2 separate regions of the Drosophila melanogaster genome follow, and region 2 is linked to region 1. A link is a contact called in public Hi-C data. All regions are on one chromosome and are shown on one strand. Each heading gives the region's core, a stretch centred on a gene start, on an enhancer-like site or on the middle of the called end of the contact. The rest is flanking DNA. Distances are from core to core; before and after follow the strand shown. Region 1 holds the start of tay (tay bridge). Region 2 holds the start of car (carnation).

The links. Hi-C and Micro-C count contacts between places; a contact is called where the count stands out from the background.
Region 2: a contact with region 1 is called in a Hi-C map of the Kc167 cell line, with 2.4 times the contacts expected there. The contact joins the promoter of car here to the promoter of tay in region 1. A contact is called at or near these places in 4 of 107 Hi-C or Micro-C datasets (the Kc167 cell line, the S2 cell line, larval brain and 1 more).

The regions. Positions count from the first base shown.
Region 1 is chrX:15,885,218-15,889,788 of dm6, forward strand. It overlaps tay (tay bridge), which reads right to left and starts at 2,094. Exons shown (of 14, transcript NM_001272656.2): 1 at 1,821-2,094; 2 at 1-726. The coding sequence starts at 677. It overlaps MSBP (membrane steroid binding protein), which reads right to left. Exons shown (of 4, transcript NM_132859.4): 2 at 4,085-4,515; 3 at 3,127-3,279; 4 at 2,350-3,051. The coding sequence starts at 4,445. The coding sequence ends at 2,819.
Region 2 is chrX:19,563,418-19,567,988 of dm6, forward strand. car (carnation) reads left to right here and starts at 2,602. Exons shown (of 3, transcript NM_167664.2): 1 at 2,602-2,709; 2 at 2,798-4,367; 3 at 4,490-4,571. The coding sequence starts at 2,925. Grip84 (Gamma-tubulin ring protein 84) reads right to left here and starts at 2,181. Exons shown (of 5, transcript NM_001298515.1): 1 at 1,356-2,181; 2 at 769-1,275; 3 at 1-701. The coding sequence starts at 1,724.

The DNA.
Region 1 (4,571 bases), core at 844-3,343:
AGCTGTGGCATTATTGTGGATCCCGCCGCCGTCGGAGGAGACGTCGGGGATCGCGAATCTATGCCGGCTGAGGCGGAGACGGCCGCTGCAGCTGCCACAATCGAGAGTTCCGTGTCGGAGTCAAAGTCACAGGCACTGGGAGCCATCGATACCGTCGAAACAGATGGACAGGTGGGCTCCGATATGGAGACAGGTGATGCCGGGGGAATCGCTGCCACGGCCATGGTTTTGCCGCCATCCGATGCCGACGTCGCCGTCGTCGTCGTCGCCGCCGTCGAGGAGGTGTTCGATACAAACGATGGCCGAGCACGAGGCATGGAGCCCAGATCGGCTATATTGGCACTTGCTTGAACTAAGGCGGTCGCCGTCGGCGGAGGAAGATGCAGTACCGCCAGGGCGCCGGTCGAACTCTTTGATATACTCTGGCCCACTACCGTGAGCACTGTGGACTGTGGCTGTGACTGCGATTGCGACTGGGACGACTGTGAGCTGGAGCTGGAGTGTGAATGTGAGTGGGAGTGCGACTCGCTCTTCTCATCCTGGACTGGGACAGCGGGAACGGAGGATCCGATGTCCTGCGACGATGATATATGCTTGATTTGGGATCCTATTCCATTAATACTACTGCTGCCCGACGCAGACGTCTTTGATTTAGCGCTGGCATTTGATGTGTCCATTTCTTTTGCTACGTAAAGCTTCCAGTGGATTACACTTCAGTTCCTTTTCCTTGGGAATACAAATTATCGATGAGCATTATTATGTATATTGCTATCTGGACCAAACCTTTTCCAATGCATTCGACTATTATTTTTATCTATATTTCTTTACTTTTTTTTTTTTTTTCTTTGGAAGGAGGGGTTTTCTATGCCAGCGATAAGGCGAGAAAGCTTTACAAATATTGGATTTAAGGTGCTACTACGGCCGATTCAATCGCGTGTATTTTGAAAAAATCGATGCTGCGCCGACTGTTTTTACGTGATATTGTTATTTGGTGGCCACTGTGGGGTTTTTCACATTCCGACCGGTTAACATATTTGATTAGAGTCACTAATTTGGTTAAAAATAATAATTGTACAAGTTGTTTTCATTTCGTTTGCTCTTTTTCTTGTAGTCAACTTCCCTATTGCGCTTTTTTCTGTACACACACACATAATATTTAATTCTGCACACTTCTTTTTTACAACAAACACTTATTGTTTTTTCGGGTCAGTGGGATTGCACACAAATCAGAACAGATGTAAAATATAATAAAAAAAATAAATAACATAAAGCCGATATGAGAATTCACCGAAAATAGTCCATATTTATTTTGTCTAGCACTTTATCATTCGTCATATACTCTTCTTCTTCTTCGTATTCCTCCTCTGCTGCTTCTTCGCCTTCTTCTTCTTGAAATATATGTATGCACATATATGTACGTACATGCATGCGTACATATAAATTCGTACGAGTATACGTATGTATATTTATATACACCAGTTCGGTTTTGCTTTTGCTGTTGCTTTTTTTCTTGCTTTCCTTCTTTCTTTCGGCCTTTTTTCTCTATGCCTCCGTGTTCGTGCCGTCTATAAGTCTGCCGCTAGCGAGTGCACAAACCATTCAACCAGAGTTTCACACCGTTGCCTTTGCAAATAAAATTACGATAAAATAATTTTTTTTTTAATTAAAGAGAACATTTTGAAGCAGCTTCTTTTTTATTTTTACTCTTTCGCAGAACTTTAGTTGGCTTTTCTCTTAAAGATTTGCAGAAGCAGCGCAGAAACAGAAACAATAGTGTCATCTCGCTCACACTTACACTTTTCTAATTGCGACATACGTACATACAAAATACGACAACGACAAATACAAATACGACGACGACGACGACGAATTTTTGTGAACTGTATGCGATTGTTCGTACATTTTTACATTTTCCACACACACCGAACGCACAACGAACGGCCAAAACGATCGATTGTGCATCAACGCGTTATAAGCATCGCTACCAAACTAACTGTCATCACGGCTATTATGTATATTTTACATAAAATCCAATATTATTTTCCGAAAATTTTGTTAACCACAAAGAACCAACATAGTCTCTCAGAGACGGACCAAATTTTCGATAGCTGCAGAAAATCATTTTCAAGGGGATAACATTATGATAACTATCGAAGTAGCGGCCAGTCTCCACTGGTGGCCGCGATTTCGGGCGTTTCACACCGATAACAAGATGCGAAAAGTTGGTTTCAAAAAATACTGGGAACAAATGGAATAAATCAAAATCCATTATTAGGAAAAAAACCTGTTTTTTGCTTTTCTTGCAGTTCAGGATTCCCCCACCTCCCAAATAAAGATATTGAACGTTTAAGTATTTAATTTGTATTTCAAATATAGTTACATTTAAATTTATATTGCCACGAAAATGACTCCCATACCCTCCACACATTGGCCTCCTCCTTAAATAATTTTATGATTTCCGTTTGTTACATTTGTATGAATATACGACTATAATATATGGAACAAGATCACATCACAACGTGAATTATAGTAACAACTATAGCTTTTGTCAAGGCTGCACTCTAAGAATAACATTCAAAAACGATTTTATCTGTTTTAAATTCTTTTGAAATGTTCACGATAAATTTAATGCCTTGATTTGTACGGTTCAAATTGGGGCGTGTTCTTTAAATGTTTTCCAAATAGGTCTTGTTCTCGATTTTAAAGGAGCAGAGGCAGCATCAAAAAGAGTCGGAAATGCTATTTAGTTTTGTTGTGTTTCTAACCGAAAGTAAACTATTACAGCCACATCCAAAAGCAAAACAAAAAACCCGATTCGCTAACAGTCGGTAGAAGGAGTGGCCTGATCTTGTGCGTTATTTTTGTTTGTTACATTGCTTTGCAAAATGTGACTTTCCTTTTCTTGTTTGGTGTCATCAGTCTCAGTTTTCGACTTGGGTAGGTTCTTTCGCTCTTGTTCATCATTGTTAACATTCTCCTCGTCCTCATCATCGTCATAGTTGGTTGGTTCCTCGCCCTTGCGCAATAGCTTACCAACCAGCTCATATTTTTCTAAATAACATAATGAGAACGTTAGTTTACCTATGAATCTGAGCATATACATATATATATATATGATTTAATTACCCTTAAACTGCATTTCCCATTCCCGCACAGAGTCCATTTCCACGGCACTTAAATCGCTCAGGTCATCGTATTCATCCTTGTCAATTGAAACCACGCTGAAAGTGGCCAAGTTTCGCGAGGCATCTCTACCCGCAAAAGTTGCGTAGGGTCCACCTGAAAAGCAGAGAATCATCATATGTTACTATCTAAATATTTATATAGTTTTAGTTTGTTGGAGTCAGCAGTCTGGTCATCAGGAACACGGCACCGTTGATAGAAGATAGTATACAATCAAGTGCGCAACTTAAGGCTTTTCTGCGCATCTACGTCACAAGTGTCGTGCATCTTGCTCGCACTCGTTACTTTTAGTTAAAATACTTAAGGAAAAAGTGCAAGCCGTTGTTGAAATGCCACTGGTTTCTGTTTGGTGTCTTTGAACATTTCAATTAAGGCATTTACATTAGGAAGTATTTCGATTTGATAAGGCGGACGACAACTATTTCATATGAAAATGACGATCATGGTGAACTATTTTTGCATTTCATGCTTAACAATAAAAACACCTAGTCGACATTTGGTAGGCATTATTTGATTATTGAATTTGGTTAGATAGTTGCGTTATCTCAAAACGAAAACTTTCTTGTTGATAAGCTGTTAATCTTAGCGCAAAAAAAAATGACGAAATATAGCAGAGATATGAGCATATGTCGTGCAATATCTCCTCCCACAGAAATTAAATGCGATTAAGAGAGTTACAGATATCAGGAAAACCAATATTGTGACGTAGCATTGCAATTATAGATAGACATCGTATAGAGGGATATAAATAATGGGATCTTGGCAATGAAACACATACCAAAATACCAAAATCCCTTCCTTATAATCGGCAATAGATCAATCGAAAATAGTTCTAAAGGTATATGCTATACTGTAAGCTTAGGAACAACTTAAATTCAAATATTTATAGCCTAGCACTCACCTGGGCCGTAAAAACGCCTTCCTTTGCTGACATCGTAAACACTTCCGTTGACGGCGACCAAAACACGGCCATCCGGCTGAGTTCCATCGTACTGGCGAAGCTCCTTCACGGTAAAATCGCGTCGGATTTTGGGTAACTCAGGTTCGGATGGCTTTGCAACGCCCACGGATGGCACTTCGGTGCGATCCCGAACGATTTTATAGACCAGGAAGCAGATGATGGCCAGGAGGGCCAGGTTCATTGGACTGTACAGGATTTCGCGGATTATGTTGCCCAGAAATGAGGAATCATCGTTGTTTAGATTGTTGCCGATTTCCTTGTCGTAGGCCGAACTAGGATCTGCACCCACTTTGGAATCCATCTTGTTCGCTTAATTTACTTGCTGCACTGGATGTCGCTATGCACTGAATGTTACAATATTGTACATCAACCTGTGAATTGTGTATACTGCCATTTAATAAATATGCGTTTCGTGTTCGGATTTTAT
Region 2 (4,571 bases), core at 1,352-3,851, 3.7 Mb after region 1:
TCCTCGCAGGCGTCCATGAACTGCATGGTGAAGTCGCCTTGGTTGAGCAGCAAGTAACGCTTCACCGACTGTAGGTGACCCATCAGGTCGTTCTCCGTTAGCAGCACATCCAGCAGCATGCGGGCGGCAAAGTAGTAAGCGTCGTTGATGACGGACACGTGCCGCTCGCTGGTCGGGTCGAACTCTAGGTTCATCTCTTGCGTGGGCATTACGCGCTTGCCACACTGTCTGATCACATTGAGATACTTGCCGGTGCGCAGGATCTTATCCGAATACTTTGCCAGAAACGATGGTATTTGTTCGTCGCGCAAGGTATACCGTCTCTCCCAATAATCGTCGGAATAGTGCTCGGGCAGCTCGTCGCGATGGATCACTTCGTTGTCCACTACGAGAAATTCCCGGTGGCGGTCCACGATCACGCCCTTCTGGATCCACATCTGCAGCATTCGCATGTACGGCTTGGCCGCCTTGCGCACCAGTCCGATAATCAGCTGTTGTGCATCTTTGTTGCCTTCCAGCCGCTTGATCCGCTCGTGTAAATACGTCAACACTTCGGCATCCCGTGAATCGCTTAGCTGAATGATCACCAACGAGGACCAGACCTCATGCATCACCCACATCGTCGGCTGCAGGTAGTACAGTAGTTTCTGCAATGTTAATCTATTGTGGCGCAGCTCCTGTTCGGCTTGTACGATTATCAGCTAGGCTCGGTGGAAAAAAAGATTAGTTAGGGAAAAATTTTGCCACGACACGATTGCACATCCTTACATAGAAGTCGTGTGTAAGTTCCTGCAGTGCCTCATTCAATGAGTTCATCACCTGACCCAGGCCGTCGGTAGCCGCGATTATCTTCTGCACGCCCATGAAGTAGGAGGCCAATGGCAAGATTTCCCGCACCTGGTGTGTCAGCGAGCGATCGAGGTGCGTGTGTATGTCAAAGTCCGTGTCGTATTTGGCCAGGCCAACGGCAGAAATAATTGGCTTCTGAGGCACCAGGAGGCTTTCTCTTATGCCCGTGAGGCAGTGCAGCAGCTCGTCGAGCAGCATACTCTCCTGGCTGAGAAGCGGCATTGCCGCGATCTCTGCCCTCGGCACCTTGTCCCCGTCCACCTTGTAGTATTCCCACAGTAAATGGGTGCGGTACTCATCGGGCACATCAGTTAGCGTCACCAGGTCATTCGGCATTGACTTTGGGCTGTTGCCCGTTTTGTTGGTCACCGAGCGGTAGCCGCTCAAGGATTGATCGGAAACGGCATTAAGCACACGTTCCTTGATCTGTGTGGGTTGATCATTGATTATTTGAAGGGGCCAAGTAATTGGCAGCGAACAGCACACCATACTTAGTCTGCACTCACCACACTTAAGTCGTTGCGCTCATCCTTGCCCGCTCCACGGTTACGGTCCATTGGGCCGCGCCTGACAAAGACTACGGGTGTAGTGTCGGATTCAGTGGCCTTTTTGCAATTCACCGGCGTCGAGGTGGGAAAGTCCTGGGACTGGGTCAAGCTAAGCCTGGTGGAACCAGATACGTTTTGCGATGTGGTTAAGATTGTCGAGGTGCTTGCGATTGCCAATGTGGTGGGGACTGAACCGGCTGCGGAATTAACATCCGAAGTCTTGTTTCCGTGCGGCAAGCCCATCGCTGAAAGGCTAGTGGAACTGCTGCTCTCGGAGACTGGTTTGCATTCGCTGTATCGCTCGACGAACACCAGCAGTGCGTACATGGGATCCTTATTCTGCAGAATGTGCGAGATCTCCTTGGTCACCTCTGCGAAGTTGGGACGCTTCTCGCTGATGGACACCAGGACTTTGATCAGATCGCAGGCTGGCAGCCGCCGATCACTAGTGGCCCGAAACTCCCGAATGATGCTCTCCGGAGTTAGGGGCGATCTGTGGGATAAAAAATGACAGTAAACTATGGTGCCAATGGCGGGAAAGAGGCGGTGCAGGAGCAACGGCTAGATCGACTGGCCACCTGTGCACTCAATCCACTTACTGCGACTCGCTGATCAAATTGGCGAGCACACCGCGCAGCGCATGGGGTTTACTCATCACGGAGATGGCAATTTATAGTTCCGCGCTTCTCAATTTACAGTTATAACCGGCAATTGAGCTCTTTTTGAGTGCGCCGCTCTTCTCAATATTTTGTTGTTCTTTTCCGGGTTGCTTGAGTGCCGACTGCAGCGACAGGGTTGTCATCTGTCCTTGTAATGTTCTAGTTTTTTTTTCAATCCTTAGCCGTTTTAAAATCGCAGATGCTCATTTTATTTTACGCGCTTGCAGCAATTTCGGAATCAATTTAAACTGAAATGAGCAGCACAAGCAACTTGATGCAAATTGGCATTTGTTGGTATTTAATTGTGAGGATGTGGTGACACTGGTTGCTGGCGAAAAAGAGGGGTGCGTTTAGCATAGTTTACACTGGACTGGCCACTACTGTAACTTATTTGCGTTAAAGCGTGCAAAGCATTGAAAAAATACAAATTTTGTTAAATGAAAAAAGCTGTACATAAAAAATAAATAAGAAATACTTTCTACCCACAGATTAAATAATTGAAACTACTCCTCTATTATTTTATTCTATCTTAACTTTATATTCTTGTTTAATCAACAAAATTTATATCTGGCAACTGTTTTGATTTTAAATTGCAGGCAAGTGATAGTGTGAATGGCCCATAGAGCAGCGGACAGTGTGACCGTGCCATAAGGGTAAGTGTAAGACCGCACTGCTGAGCGCAGGCGCAGTCCAAATCAGCTGCTTTGCAGCGATTACAGTCGCGTCCCTGATCTTCTGCAGCCGAAATCCGTGGGCGTTGCACCAACACCACCAACGCACTGCACAAACCGCCCACCAAGGACACGGTAGCGACCGACCGGAAGCCGCAGAGCATACGAATCAACACTTCTGGCAAGAGGAAAGGAGCATGTTCCCCCACTTGAAGGGCCATGGTCAGCGGGTCAACCTGCAGTTGCTGCAGGAGGCCGCCTGCCGCGAGCTGCTGCAGCAGCTGGACCGCATTGAGGGTTCCAAGGTTATTGTGCTGGACGAGACCATGATCGGACCGCTGGACTTGGTTACCCGGCCAAAGTTATTCGCTGATCGAGGCATCCGTCTGCTGGCCCTCAAGCCGGAGCTTCATTTGCCGCGCGAGGTGGCCAATGTGGTGTACGTGATGCGCCCACGCGTGGCGCTGATGGAGCAGCTGGCCGCCCACGTGAAGGCAGGCGGAAGAGCGGCCGCTGGACGGCAGTACCACATCCTGTTCGCCCCGAGGCGGTCATGTCTGTGCGTCAGCCAACTGGAGGTCAGCGGCGTGTTGGGCAGCTTCGGAAACATCGAGGAACTGGCCTGGAACTATCTGCCGCTGGATGTCGACCTGGTATCGATGGAGATGCCCAATGCCTTCCGCGATGTGAGTGTGGACGGTGACACTAGCTCGCTGTATCAGGCGGCAGTGGGCCTAGTGCAGCTGCAGCGTCTATACGGTCGCATTCCGAAGATCTACGGAAAAGGAGAGTTTGCGCACAGGGTATGGGAGCACGCCAAGCAGCTGGGCCGGGATGAGCGGACTCTGTACAACGGCGACAAGGGTGTCGTCGATCAGTTGATCCTTCTGGACAGAAGCATCGATCTGCTCAGCCCGCTGGCCACACAACTCACCTACGAGGGGCTTATCGATGAGTTCTACGGCATCCGGCAGAACAAACTGACGCTGCCCGCCGAGAACTTTCCCTCTGACGGAGCCCTTCCCGGAGGCGGAGGCAGTGGCCCACGAGTCGAGGAATCGCAGTCGCTGCTGGGTGACACCGAGAAAAAGACCATCCTACTGCACTCCGGCGAGCAGTTGTACGCGGAGCTGCGGAACAAGCACTTCAACGAGGTCACCAAGCTGCTCGCTCGCAAGGCACGGGAAATTCACGTCCAGATGCACGCCACCTCCCAGGACAAGAGCGTGCAGGAGATCAAGAGCTTCGTCGAGAACCTCCTGCCGCAGCTAATGGCCCAGAAGAAGGCCACCTCTGAGCATACGGCCATCGCTGGCCTCCTGCACGAACAGGTGAACGCGGTGCGCTTCGCTGACGACCTGGCTGCCGAGCAGGAGTTCATGGTCTGCGCAGATATCGACAAGCCAAGCGCCTACATCGAGGACCTGATTGCCTGCAGGGTGGAGTTGAATCGCGTCCTGCGGCTCATCTGCATGCAGTGCCACGCCGCCTCCGGATTCAAGGAGAAGCTGCTTAACCACTACAAGCGCGAACTGGTCCATGTGTACGGTCTGGAAGTGCTGCTCACCATCAGCAACCTGGAGAAATCGGGCCTGCTCCATCTGCAAACAGAGTCGCGGGCTTACAGCGTTCTGCGAAAGGTGAGCGCCAATTCAGTAATCCAACCATATTTAGTTATAAGTTATATAGTTATTTGTGAGTGAATATATGAGGGAATGCTATTTAGGATGTTGCTACATCAAAACATCATTTTCTCTTGCAGACGCTGCACCTCACGGTGGACGACAACGTTGAAATTGAGCCAAAGGACATCAGCTACGTGCACAGCTTCTACGCTCCGCTGA